Linked DNA regions of Mus musculus: region 2 is linked to region 1. A link is a contact called in public Hi-C data. All regions are on one chromosome and are shown on one strand. Each heading gives the region's core, a stretch centred on a gene start, on an enhancer-like site or on the middle of the called end of the contact. The rest is flanking DNA. Distances are from core to core; before and after follow the strand shown.

The links. Hi-C and Micro-C count contacts between places; a contact is called where the count stands out from the background.
Region 2: a Hi-C map of adipose-derived mesenchymal stem cells shows a contact between it and region 1, with 2.7 times the contacts expected there. The contact joins the promoter of Itgbl1 here to the enhancer-like site in region 1. A contact is called at or near these places in 2 of 39 promoter capture datasets (the 3T3-L1 cell line and embryonic stem cells), 1 of 15 datasets of contacts at CTCF or cohesin (the NIH/3T3 cell line), 13 of 484 Hi-C or Micro-C datasets (adipose-derived mesenchymal stem cells, embryonic fibroblasts, embryonic stem cells and 3 more), 3 of 115 datasets of contacts at active chromatin or transcription factors (embryonic stem cells, heart atrium and pancreatic cancer cells) and 3 of 9 other capture datasets (adipose tissue, embryonic stem cells and pancreatic islet).

The regions. Positions count from the first base shown.
Region 1 is chr14:123,527,825-123,534,164 of GRCm38.p6, forward strand. The region is part of intron 7 of Nalcn (sodium leak channel, non-selective); the gene reads right to left. Among named protein-coding and RNA genes, the nearest start is that of Nalcn, 96 kb to the right of the region's middle. Within about 2 kb of position 3,312, at least 77 of the 459 cell types and tissues checked have an H3K27ac peak or open chromatin away from gene starts, as enhancers often do. A contact at or near this core is called in the NIH/3T3 cell line, adipose tissue, adipose-derived mesenchymal stem cells and 3 more, where this site is marked.
Region 2 is chr14:123,657,556-123,663,895 of GRCm38.p6, forward strand. It overlaps Itgbl1 (integrin, beta-like 1), which reads left to right and starts at 2,585. Exons shown (of 11, transcript NM_145467.2): 1 at 2,585-2,851; 2 at 3,736-3,953. The coding sequence starts at 2,754.

The DNA of each region.
Region 1 (6,340 bases), core at 2,062-4,561:
GAAAAACAAAACAGAGAGAAGGAGAGGGAGAGAGGGAGAGGGAGAGGGAGAGGGAGAGGGAGAGGGAGAGGGAGAGGGAGAGGGAGAGGGAGAGGGAGAGGGAGAGGGAGAGGGAGAGGGAGAATGCTTGTGAAATATGCACAAGGACTTGAATTTAATTGCCAACATTGGGGGGGGGGGCGTAGCGAGTTTAATTAAAAACTAAAAAGAAAATTTATATCATTTGAATAAAGTAAGTGGTATAAAATTTATACAACTCAATTATAATAATTGTGGTTTTGTCTTTGACTCAGTATGAGGCACTGATATTTTCATGGACAAACACAGAATAGATTAACTATAAGTCCATGTTCCTGGAAGCATGATAATGTTCTGTGCAAATGTTATTCGCACCCTCTCAGCACAGGGACATTCTGTTCTCTTCAAAACCCAAACAGCCACAAGCTGATGTGCAGCAAAGTGGCTGCTTCCCTAATTCCACTTTAACTTTATTATAACTTGGAACTCAAGCACACTTGTTGGTGATAAAAATCTATACTTGAATTTACTTTTTCTGTGAGGTGAACTTTCAGTGTCCCACCCTTGATTTATCTGCCTGTGTGCGATGTCTTCACTCATCCAGATTCCGCCACAGTCTTAAACAATATTTCAGCCCATGGTCACGATATGAGTTACTTTCTATCATACTGTTTCCCCCTATCTAGCTGTTCTCTCCTTACTTCAGCATTTGTTGGTGTGTGTGTGTGTGTCCGTTGTTGTTGGGTTGATGAAGATATTTGGATGTATGTACATATGTTTATATGGAGGTTCATGCATCTCTGCAAGGGTGTGTGTCTGCCATATAGTGATACTAGAAAATTTCCTATATTGCTCTGCTCTCCACTTTACTCTTTAAACCTGATTTTGGTGATTAATGATTGGCTAGGCTAGCTGGTCAGTGACTTCTGGAGTCTGCCTGTCTCTGCCTGCCAGCAGCACTGTGTGCATGGTGGGTGACAACTGCCTATAACCCCAATTCTAGGGGTCTAACATACCCTTCTGGGCTTTTCACTTATGCACACTATGAACAAAATACAATTATAAGTCTAATGTTTCTGACCTTTACTTAGTTTCTAGATGATAACACAACTGTGTCTCACTATTGAAATCAATAAATCTCCTGAAACCTCTTATTCTGCAGTAGTACAATTTTGAAATAAAATTAAAGAGTATGTAGAAAATGAATATTTATGTTTACATATATTTTCTAAGCTAAAAATCTTATAGGTAATAGCACTGTTACTTGGAATATATTCATTTAGACATAGAAACTGATTAAAATTTCCCATTATGAGTAGAAAACACCTCTAGAAAGGAGAAGTGAGATCTTTAGTGGTTTTATTCACACATGGAAAAGAAGTGTTGACATGCTGGTATTGGCAGAGAAGTGTGGGTATTAAATTAGAACCATTCCAGAGATGTCAAAGTCATATGCCAATGTAAATACTTCCAGCTTTCTGTGCCTGGGTACTTTCCAGGTAGACTGAGAGCTTCCTATGGGTACAGAGTAATCCTTCTAGGCACCCCTCTGTTTGCCTTTGAGGAGCAGTGGTTTCAGATCAAAGGGGCTTCTTAAGGCTTATTTTCTGACTTAATGAGACCACACTTACCACAACTCATGTTCTGTTCCCTTCCCTAACACTCCAAGTGTCCATGATTTCATATCCATATGATGTTGGACCAACCAATGCTGGCCTTGGAGTTAGACTCTCCTGGGAAATCATGGCATTTTTTTGGCTACCACACAACATTAAATCACTATTAATTAGAAGCTCTTATGTTTTCTCAAAGAGCAAGGAGTACAGACAGTTCCAGAAGCACAGTTACTTTTAGTATTTCAGCTTTGAAATTTTTGAAAGGTTTACTAGGAACTGGTAAACAAACAAACAAACAAACAGACAGACAGACAGACAAAGAAGCCAGGACTTTATAGTTACAATGTGAGAATTTCATTGCAAATTCAAAAACTAGAACTGGGTATTTGAACACCTTTGATTAAAATGAGAGCTTTAAGGTAAAGAGTGTAAGGGCATGGTCCTCTCCTTACCCCTAGTCAGCTTGGCCACAATGCTAAGAATATCAATAGCATAGGAATTTAAAAAGGCCCCACTAGCAGCAAGGCTCAATCCTGCTAAGATTCTGCTGGTTGACCCAAGAAGAACATTAGCAAGCCATTTGATGTTTCTGTCTACAAATAACTTTTGCTCCATGTACTTAAGCATTTATCTGTGTTTCTGCTAGATCCTCTAACAAAGTATTTGAGAACACTATATATAAAGCAGTGAGTTAGGTGGAACAGGAGTTAAAGAGAATGAAAACTTGACTCATTCCAGGAATTTGCTTCAAGTGTCTATTATATCACAGCAAATAAATTCTGAGCCAAAGAGCTCTGAGCAACTCTTATTCTTAGAATGAAGTGCCTTTCTATAGCCTCATTAGGCATGTTAGCAAAACTATTGTAACACACCAGAGACAATCTGGCCAGCAATGCTACCTTCTTAGCAAGTGTTTGCCTGAGGACCCTAAAGAGCCATCAGGTATTTGCAGAGTGGCTGATGAGATGACATGAACTTTTTATTACTGCTCAAGAGGGCAGCAGAAAATCATAAAAATCACTCCCTGAAATGATAGTTAAGTTCAACACACACACAGAGAGATGACAGATGAGGCACTTACTTAAATCTTTAATGGTATTTTTTATTAACTAGTTATTCAACAGGTATAACTCATTCTTCTCCATCAATGTAGGCTTTTCAATTTTTTTGTATTGTGTGTGTGTGTGTCTGCCTGTCAGTATTGTACCTTACAAATCAATTTTTAAATCAGTTGCTTGATCTGTAACAACCACTATTTAAAAATACAAGAAAATGTTTGCAGTGTCTTACTGGAAAGATTACTAATACTAATTTCTGATGTACTGACAGAAAAGGTCTAATGAGCCTGTATTCCAAATTCATTCAATGAAATTAGCAAAGAGAGCACCTTAACTTCCATATCTACTAAGGAAATAGAACCAAATGTTTGTCAAAACTATTGTCTGGTCACTATGTTCACATCCTGCCTTCTTAACACTGATGGATATTTAGCAATTACGTTCCTAATGTGGCAAGTGCATCTTCTAATTCTCTTAAACTTAAATGCATTTGCTACTGCTGTATGGGCACAGATCAAATACCCAGCAATGAGTTAGTAAAGTTTAAAGGGTCATGGGATACTCTTGCTTGAGGCCATGCTTGCCTTAGGTTTTGTCTTGAGTCATACGGGATCATGAATGTATCACAGAAAACAATTAACTAACTTATACCTTAGGATAAAAGACCGGAGGTAGTCTGGGCTCCATTCAATCATATCAAACCAGGATATTTCCTGGCAGTGAATTCGAGTTGGAATGTTCTGACAGATACCAATAAAAGAACTATTGTTCTTTTAAAATGCAGGACCTTTCTAGGCTTTGATTCTGTATCAATATCCTGAAAATCCACTCACACTAGCCTTTTGTTTTAAAACAAAGCAAGTGTGGCTCACAAATCTGAGCCACATCCCTGAGTTGGCCCAGGAGGGCAAGCCTGCAGCCATGTTGCAATGACTCATGCTTGTTTTCACAGACAGCCTCTCCTCACCCTGCCACGAATGCCTGGAACTTCTGAGTTTCCTGGCTTGGTTTTGAGGAATTTGAACAAATTCCTGTCTGGTACATTTTGGGAAAGCAAAATTCTGCTTTTAAAAGTAGATAGACTAGGCCAAGGAGAGACAAAAGCAGGGAGGGGAAATTCCTCTCTGTGCTTTTGGATCAGGGTCCAAAAGTTATTTTGTGTTCCTTCTGGGGGAATATTTATCTGCCCTCTATTCTTTCTGTGGTGCAAAGAGTCCTAACAAGACAGTATGAAAGAGTTTTAGCTATCCCCTGAATTTTCACCAACTCTCCAGATTTAAAACTTAAAACAGCAAGATTTTTCTTTCATCAATCTGTTGGACGAGTCAAAACAACATAAAATTGAAAACTAATTCTTATTTAGTTTTGGATAGAACTTTTGGGGATACAGTAGCAGCCACTAGAATTCTGATTATTTTATTGTATTCTGTAATGCAAGTACAGGTACTTGAGAAGTAGAATATTAAACAAGGAAAATATTTTGTAAAAATACATTGTCTGTGATTTTGATAAAGTAGCACTTTTTGAAACACATTTGTAATTGATTTTGTCATGTCTTATGAATTTAAAGCTAGAAGAGACCTTTGCTTCTATATCCCTTGAATATTTGTTTATACCTTACTGTTTGGCAGGTGGCTGCTCAGGTTGGCATTACATAAATTTTGACATCTCCTGTATAATGATAGCATTGAGACAAACTTCTTCCTTATGTGAAAATTTTAAGAGCCAAATACATAAATGATTTTTCATAACCAATTTCCCTCCTAGCAGCTGGAGAGAGCAACACTGCAGAGACTTGAAAACTATGCCAGAGGATGGTACAGCTGCCGCATAAGTTGAGTTGCTAGGGCAGAGCTCAGCCATCTATATTGCCCAGGTCGGTGGATCTCAACTACTACATAGCCTGATAGTCAAAGTAGTTTATGGCTATGGTTCAGTCCTCTCCAAAGGCTGATCCTCATACAGATGTCAGTTGAGGGAAGGAGAAAGTAGTAGCCAAATCTAATATACTGTTATTTTAAAACCTCATATAAATATGTGGATCTGAATTGATAGTTCTAGAGAAAACTACAAGGCAAAATTCACAATGGCTTTCCATAAAAGAGCTACCTTTTACACACACACATACACACACACTCACTCTATTAGTCTTGCTGTAAGTTACCAGCAAGCCTAACCACAGGAATTCATATTCCATATAAACTCTTAACCCAAAAGATGATTTCTTATCACAAGTCTAAAATAACAATGCAATATTCACATGTTATATAAGGACCCACTTAAGATTTCTTGCAGTGTTAAAAAAAAGAGACACTTTAAACCTGAGATTGTTATTTTTCTAAAGATAATATTTTGGTTTCTTAACTAAGGCATGATTCAGTAATATGAACTGATAAATTATTTTTCAATAAGAGTTATAGTATGTCTCATTTCAAGGCTCTAAAACACTTGCCCAAGAAGTGTTATTTCTAACTGAAAAAAAAAGTTAACTTATAAATGAAATAGTTAGAATAATACATATGCAGACAAACAGGCAGTCAGACACACACCTGCTTTTACATACAAAATCCAAAAGTATTAAAGTAAAACAAAGCCACAGGAATTCACATACTTGGAAGAACCCTCAGGCCTGCAGCTTGTTATTCTAGGCAAGTGAATATGAGAAATATTTAGCGATGGAACAGAGTGTATTCTGACAAACCACTGAAAGTATTTGAGCTCACACACATGGTCATGAAGATGGAGGGAGAGCTTCTGGAGTTAACCACAGCTGATAGCAATGTGCTCATTGGTTGCTTCAGCTAACCAACCAATCAAGCTTCTTGTGTTTTTATTTTCAGAGGATTCCTGAAAGAGTTGATCTTTATTTTAAATAATACTACTTGACTTAAGTGTAATTCATAATCTGAAACTATTGGAAATTCGAGCATTTTATTTTTGTAGGAAATACCCTTTACTCAGCCACTACAGGCTTTTTGTTCTGACAAGACAAAGTGTCACTAACCATTGTTACACCAAAGTAAATAGCACTTCAAAAATGTGCCCATTTCATTATTAAATGGTGATTTTTGTTTTAAATAAACTCTGCCATCATATACAAAGAAGTAACTTTATACAGACTGACCAGGTTGTATTTATATATTCAAAACACATAGATATGTATATAATAACAATTTAAAAAATAGAAGTAAAAAAAAAAAATAAAAAATAGAAGTCTTGAATTGAGAGAGAGGGTTTATGGAAAGGACTGAAGGGGAAAAGGAGTGGAGGATAATAATGTCATCAAATTTTAACTTCAAAATTTCCTTCATTCACAAAGTACATGAGGAAAAATATATACCCATTGTCGTATTTTTCACTGCTATGATGTAACATTTTATAAAACAAGTCTATCAGTTTTCTCTTCAATATGTTCTTTAGAGAACAGCCAGTAACTTATTCATTCAGTGCCAATGACCAGCTTTGACTTGGAGAGGGGTTCTGAGAAAAGGGGTGTCTGAGAGCAGTGAAAACAAATGACTTGAAGTCAAATCATGGGTTATAAGCTGGCGGCTTAGGTTCGGCTTGAGACAGCTTTCCTCGTTTTAAAATCACCGATGAGATGGAGAGCCTGTTAGGTAGTTTCCAGGGAGCTGTAATACATGAAAC
Region 2 (6,340 bases), core at 1,335-3,834, 130 kb after region 1:
TGATGCACGTCTGTATTCCAGCTACTTAGGTAGGCGTCAAAGGCAGAAGCATCACATGTTTAAGGCCTGTCAGGATTGTTAGAGTAACAACTGTCAGGACTGTATGATGAGTTCAGGCCAAGACAGTTCACTGAGAATCTATCTTAAAAAAATAAAACACAATAAGGGATGGAGATGTAGCCCAGTGGTAGAGCTTTTGCATAGCATGCTTAAAGCTTTAAGTTCAATCATATATATCCTCATTCTTTGGTTCAAATAAATTTCTTGGGATATTATTTAAATATACTTCATGGTTCAGTTGAACTGGGAGAAGAGCCTAGAAATGTGTATTTCTAATAACGCACACACACACACACACACACACACACACACACACACACACACGAATGCTACATTGAATGAGGGTGAGAAAACAGTAGCCTCAAAACAGCATTTTAATCCACAAAGTAAATATTCAAAATGTTCAAAAATCAGTTCTCCATTTAAAAATGAGTCTTTTTCCCCCTGGTGGGGGGTAGGGAAGCAAAGAGGATAAATAGTACATGCTTCATATTAAAGCTTCTTGTTTTCACTGCAATTTCCTACTCAAGCTTTGAGATAGATGCTTCTCTGTTATTTCATCTTCCCTTCATCTCCAGGGTTCCCTGATGTTTACAGGAAAGCCCATCCACTTGTCTCCATTGTCTTAGGTATGGGTGGGAAGGAATGTAATGCTAACGCCCATGCTGGGAATGGGAAGACCACTGCTATATCGAGACACCCTTAGCCCCAGCCTTGTGTCCTATACATTGCAAGGCATCTCTTTTTCTTTGGTGAAAGCTGATTTCTTGCCGCACCACCGATTCAGTTGGTTTGATGAAGAAGCCCGAAGATGCACATTTCAAGCAAGTTTCCAGGTGGTGCTGATGCTGCTGATCCATGGACCCCACTTGGGAACCAGATTCCCATTCTGTCTCTCAACCACTGAACTCCCCTATCAGCCTCTCTTTAAAACAATCCTTCTCTACGAGATGAGCAGGTCATTTGGTGCAGGGAACCTGCCAACTTGGAACTCAGACTTTTCTTTCTGGGTCATACTCTGGTATGAATATCTCAGAATTCTCTCCTCAGAAAGCCTCTAATAGTACTCCATGTACTGTATACCTATTACAAGTCTATCCCCTGATGGACCTAAGGACTGATAAACGTCAACTCTTTACTGGTGTCCATGCAAAGCTCTTCTTGGTACAGATCTAAGCAAAGAGAGAAACACAAACGTGGTCAAGGGCACTTCTGTTCCTGCTTGCTCTAGCAGCCAGTATTGGGATGTATTGTACCTTTATCCACTTTCGGAAATGCCAGAGGAAATTCTTCCCTGCAGGAGCTTGTGTCTAACTTGAAAGCTTACAAAGCCATGTGTCCTATACATTGATTCCAGGGATCATCAACATCAGAAGACGCCTTTACATATAAAGTGTTCTTCAAGACTTTCCTCCATCTGCACACTCTCCCAGATGGCCATACGGTGTGGGTGACTCTGAGTGAACGCTGAGGTCCTACATGAGTCCCAGTGAATCATCAGTTCATATCTTTGATCTCAGGTTTTATCTTTAAAGTAGCGATAAAATAAAATTGCATCTCTTTTCTCTTCCACCCCCACATTTATCATCGAGGTTAAATCTTCCTTCTTTAGCCTTTCAGCTCAGCTCCTCCCTTCTTAGTTGTGATTGTTACCTGCATCTAATCAGGAAGTAATTTTCCATTGCAATCCCTGGTCCTCTGGAATTGGTGTTTTTGTTTTGATTGACAGTTTACCAGTCCTCTGCCTTCCTGAAAAGGAAGATGTCCCCTTTGTCCTTTGTATGCCTCTTCCATCTGGCACAGAGTCTGGTGCCTGATAGAAGTGTAATTAGCAAAACAATGTGTGATCATTCTCACAATCAGAATTAATATCAGAGGCTGGCGCTGAGTAGGTGACTAAAAAACACTGCTGATTTATTTTTTTTTTTTTTTAGTGCAAATCACACTTTAAACATATATTTTATTTTGTTTCTGCCTACTGAAATCACAGGAAAGAATAGCGTGGATTTGGAACAACTTTAATTTGGACTGTCCAAGTCAAGAAAAAAAAATGTGGCTGCGATAAGAAACTGGCCTGAATAACTGGAAGAAAAAAATACACCTTTTAGACATTTAGGGAATAAAATACCCATGGTTAAAGACAAAGCTTAATAAATACAAAGTTGTGATTGCCAGCTTTGTTCATTTGCATCTCTCAAGCCGCCAATGGGGCTTCTTTTAATACTGCTGGTGGAGGCGATTCCTTTCCGTGTTTACCATAGCCCTCCCCTTCCTTTTCACAATTCAGGAATTATTTTAACGGTGCCTTTCCAATCAGCCAGTCCAAATATCCTCTTGTTAAATATTTCGGGGGCCTGTACTTGAAGAAAGACAAGATTTTCTCAAATCTGTGAACAGGACACTTTTTTAAAATGTCAAAATAAACCATCTGCTTGTACAACTGTTTCTAATTACTTCCCTGCCTAGACTCTCCACTGGAGGAGTTTGGCACCCGCACCCCGCCCAAAGCGGATCCACTGCCCAAGTCTTCGCAGGCAACTGAGCTTCCAGGAGGAGCCCAGAACCTGTGAGCTCCGCTATCCCAAGTCCTTCTGCCTGGACATCTGCTGGTGACACTTCCTCCTGCTGCCTCGGGTGGAAGCCCCACCTAGCAGCAGTGCAGCTGGTCTGCCCTCCCTCCTGCAGAGCTCAGCATGCATCCTCCAGGCTTCAGGAACTTCTTGTTGCTGGTGTCCTCCCTTCTCTTCATTGGGCTGTCAGCTGCTCCTCAAAGCTTCTTACCATCTCTGAGGTAAGTTTGGTTTATTGTTGTTTGAGACACACCTGCCCTGCCGTGGGTAGCAGAATTCAAGCTTACAGATGACTGTCACAAGCCAAGAGCAGTTACTAAGTGGGACGTTAGATTAACAGTTTTCAACCTGTTCTGCCTTTTCTTTCCTTATATCTAACTTTAATGTTGCTTCATAATCTGTTCATTCACTTTTCCTTTGGAAAATTACTCATTGAATAAAGCGGATATCATTTCTCCCCCTGCAAATACATGTTAGGGTTTTTTTGTTTTTGTCGTTACTTTTACTTACCTCAAGTCAAAGATGTACTTATGCACACTTGTCTGATCCCATAGCCTGTAAGGCAGTCTTCTTTCCACTTTTTAATATAGCACCCGCTTGATGGCCCTGTCACACCTTGCATTGCATTTTGAAAAAGGCAACAAGTTCCATTCCAACTTTTAAAACATAGACTACTTAATGTCTGCTTCAAGTATAATTTAAAAGCATTACTTCCTACCATATGTATGATACATTAAACTTTTTCTATACATTCCTCTCTTTATTTTTACCAAGTAATCTCCCTCTAGCTATTAGATAGCAATGAGCGCTTTTTAAAGAGAAAGAACAAAAAGCCAGCCAAGGATCATACTTCAGACTAATTTGCATTTAATCAAAATGTGCATTTAAGATTCAGTGGCAATCCGCCAAGGAGCAAGAGGCCGTCGCCTCTGTCTACTGGAAGGTGCTATTTTTAGTCGTGTTTAAAACAACCTTTCAGAGGCTTGCTTGGCCCACAGAGAAATGAGGCTGCAGGCCTCTTCTCCACCGAGTGTGGGCTGGGAGTAGAAGGGGCGGGGTCTGTGTCTGACTGTGGCCTAGCTGTGGCCTTTCTTATCTCCTGCAGAAGCCTGTCGGGCGCCCCCTGCAGGCTGTCCCGGGCAGAGTCCGAACGCAGATGTCGTGCACCTGGGCAGCCCCCAGGGAGCGCTCTGTGCCATGACCGTGGCCGGTGCGAGTGTGGGGTCTGCATCTGTCACGTGACCGAACCTGGCACCTACTTCGGTCCACTGTGTGAGTGCCATGAGTGGATATGCGAGACCTACGACGGGAAAACCTGTGCAGGTAATGCAGAGGCGCTGTTTGTTCCCTAGGGAGTCACCTGCATCCAGTTATTACTATCAGAGGTCATGCTTCTATGAATTTTTGGCATCATTTATTACAATATTTCTTTTCTTCTGGGACTCTCACTTAAGTGAAAACTATAAATATAAGCCTATATTATATGCTTATAAAATATAATAACAAACATATATGTATATATAAATATATTAGATATAAACATATATTGAAATATATATATAAATATGTATTATATATACATACTTACATTCTACATTTCACTTGCCTCTCCTGTGGCTCCTAATCATGGACTTGATTCTTCACAGCCTCACAACTAGAGTTACCTTGATGGACTCCCTTACCCCTCTCAGACATGTTACCTATCATATTTGAAGATTCTGATCCTCATTTTATAGACAATATAGGGAAGCAGGCAGGTTGCATCTTTGAGCTCTACTTTGCCTTTCATTTTTAGGGTGTGCTTCACAGAGAGATAGAGAGGAACATATCTAAAACCATGATAGAAAAAAAATTACCAAGTCACATATTTACTTGGATACATTTTGTTTTAACTGCTTGGAATTCTGAGCTGTTGTTTGTCTTGCACACTTGTAAGCATAACTCTTTTTTTTTTCTTTGAAGATATAGTTCAAGTTCATCAGAAAGCATCACTGAAAAGGGTCAGAACCTTTAACTTCTTTAACAGTTTTGTGTAACTGGGCCATTTAACTGTGGCTATGAGCCTGCCTCAGTTAATTTATCCTGACCAATACAGGAACCTCACTAGCAAAGCCAGAATGATATGTGCCAAACTGGGCTTGGCTGATGAGTAGGAAAACAAAGCAAGTTATTTTACCCTTGAGTCTGCTAGAACTAAGGTGTCCAACAATAACATCAAGAGATCAAAACTAAATTTATAGCAGCAATGTTTTCCCTCTGAACCTGGACCTAAGAGTACACTGGGAGAGTTCTAATAATTAGGTTGTATGAGACTTGAAAAAGTGATACTGGAAGGTTCTCAGAGGAGCATGGGTGCTTCTAGGTGGCTTGTCTGTGAGATCTCGTGAGTGCTGTGACTCAGCCCTGGTCATAGAACTACAATAGCTTCAAGCTTGAATCATTAGGAGTGTCTCCTTGGAATGAAAGCAAAGCTTTATCTGCATTTCATTCCAAATTCAACAATCACCCAGTCTGTAACCATACTTTTGGATACTTTATTGGGTTCTTTTTAATCTACCTTCCTACTCCACCCTTATCCTTTCCAACATCCCAACACTAGGCAGGAGAAAAAGAAGGATAAAGGAGAAACAGAGCATTCCTGCTGATTAGAGGCATCTAGTTCCTTGGGGCAAGTTTGAACTTTGTTGTCAGGATATCCAATTTCTCCTACTTATTTCTTTGCTTACAGCCACATCGACACTGGAGCAGCAACATCCTCTCTCAGGGGTCTGGCATTTTTGGACCCTCTGAAGAGTCCCCAGAATTTCAAATGTAATCTATCTTCAGATGGTAAAATCATGCCCCTTCCTGAGCATGCAACAAATCATAGGTATCTGCTATGATCAGTCTGAAGCATTCCCATATCCCATACCTGGAATTAAAACAAAAACATATTCCCAAAACATTTTTGTGTTTTTAAAGAGAGCAAAATTCTCATTATACCAGCCTCTCTGGTTTTATTGTCTCTGGCAAGGCCTTCAAAATGGTATGTTTTGAAGAAAAAAAAAAAAGTCAATCCAGGGCTTTCAGTGTTCTTGTTTGATTAAAAAAAATATAGTGGTGAGATCTAGCTTTTAGCTAGTAAAACTAGCAATGATGGCTGAATGCCATCCCATAAGCTTCCCTGCTAAGGGTCCTGGCTGGTACCTTGCTGTGAATCTGGCTTGTGATGCTGTGGGTTTTGGAGTTCCTTCTTCTTCCTTGAAGGAACTGGTTGTTTACTTATAACATCTTAGTCACTGAATTCCTTCCTTCTTGATACTAAACACAGGACCAAGTCACATGTTTTCTGTGCCTTTCTGTAAATGGCAAAGTCCTTGTTTGTTCACAGCTGAGTGAAATATTTGTGTGCTTTTGACATTTTTACTTTGCAGAGGGATGCATGCACTACTGGCGGCCACTGAAATTTTCCTTTAGGGTCTTCTATGGTATCTGGCCCTGACACTGCTGTGAGCACATTTGCCAGGCCCAGAAAGAATTTGCACATGAAGCCCAGAGCTGCCTTGACAACTCATCCTCCTGTTCTGCGCTTTCAGATTTAGCTTCTTCATCCTATTTTCAATTTCACAATTAGTATGAAAATCTGGTAAAATAATTTTGGTTTTGTTTGTTTGTTTTGTGAATCCATCTGACATTTGACTTGATATACCCCTGCAAGTCCTTTGTGGAAA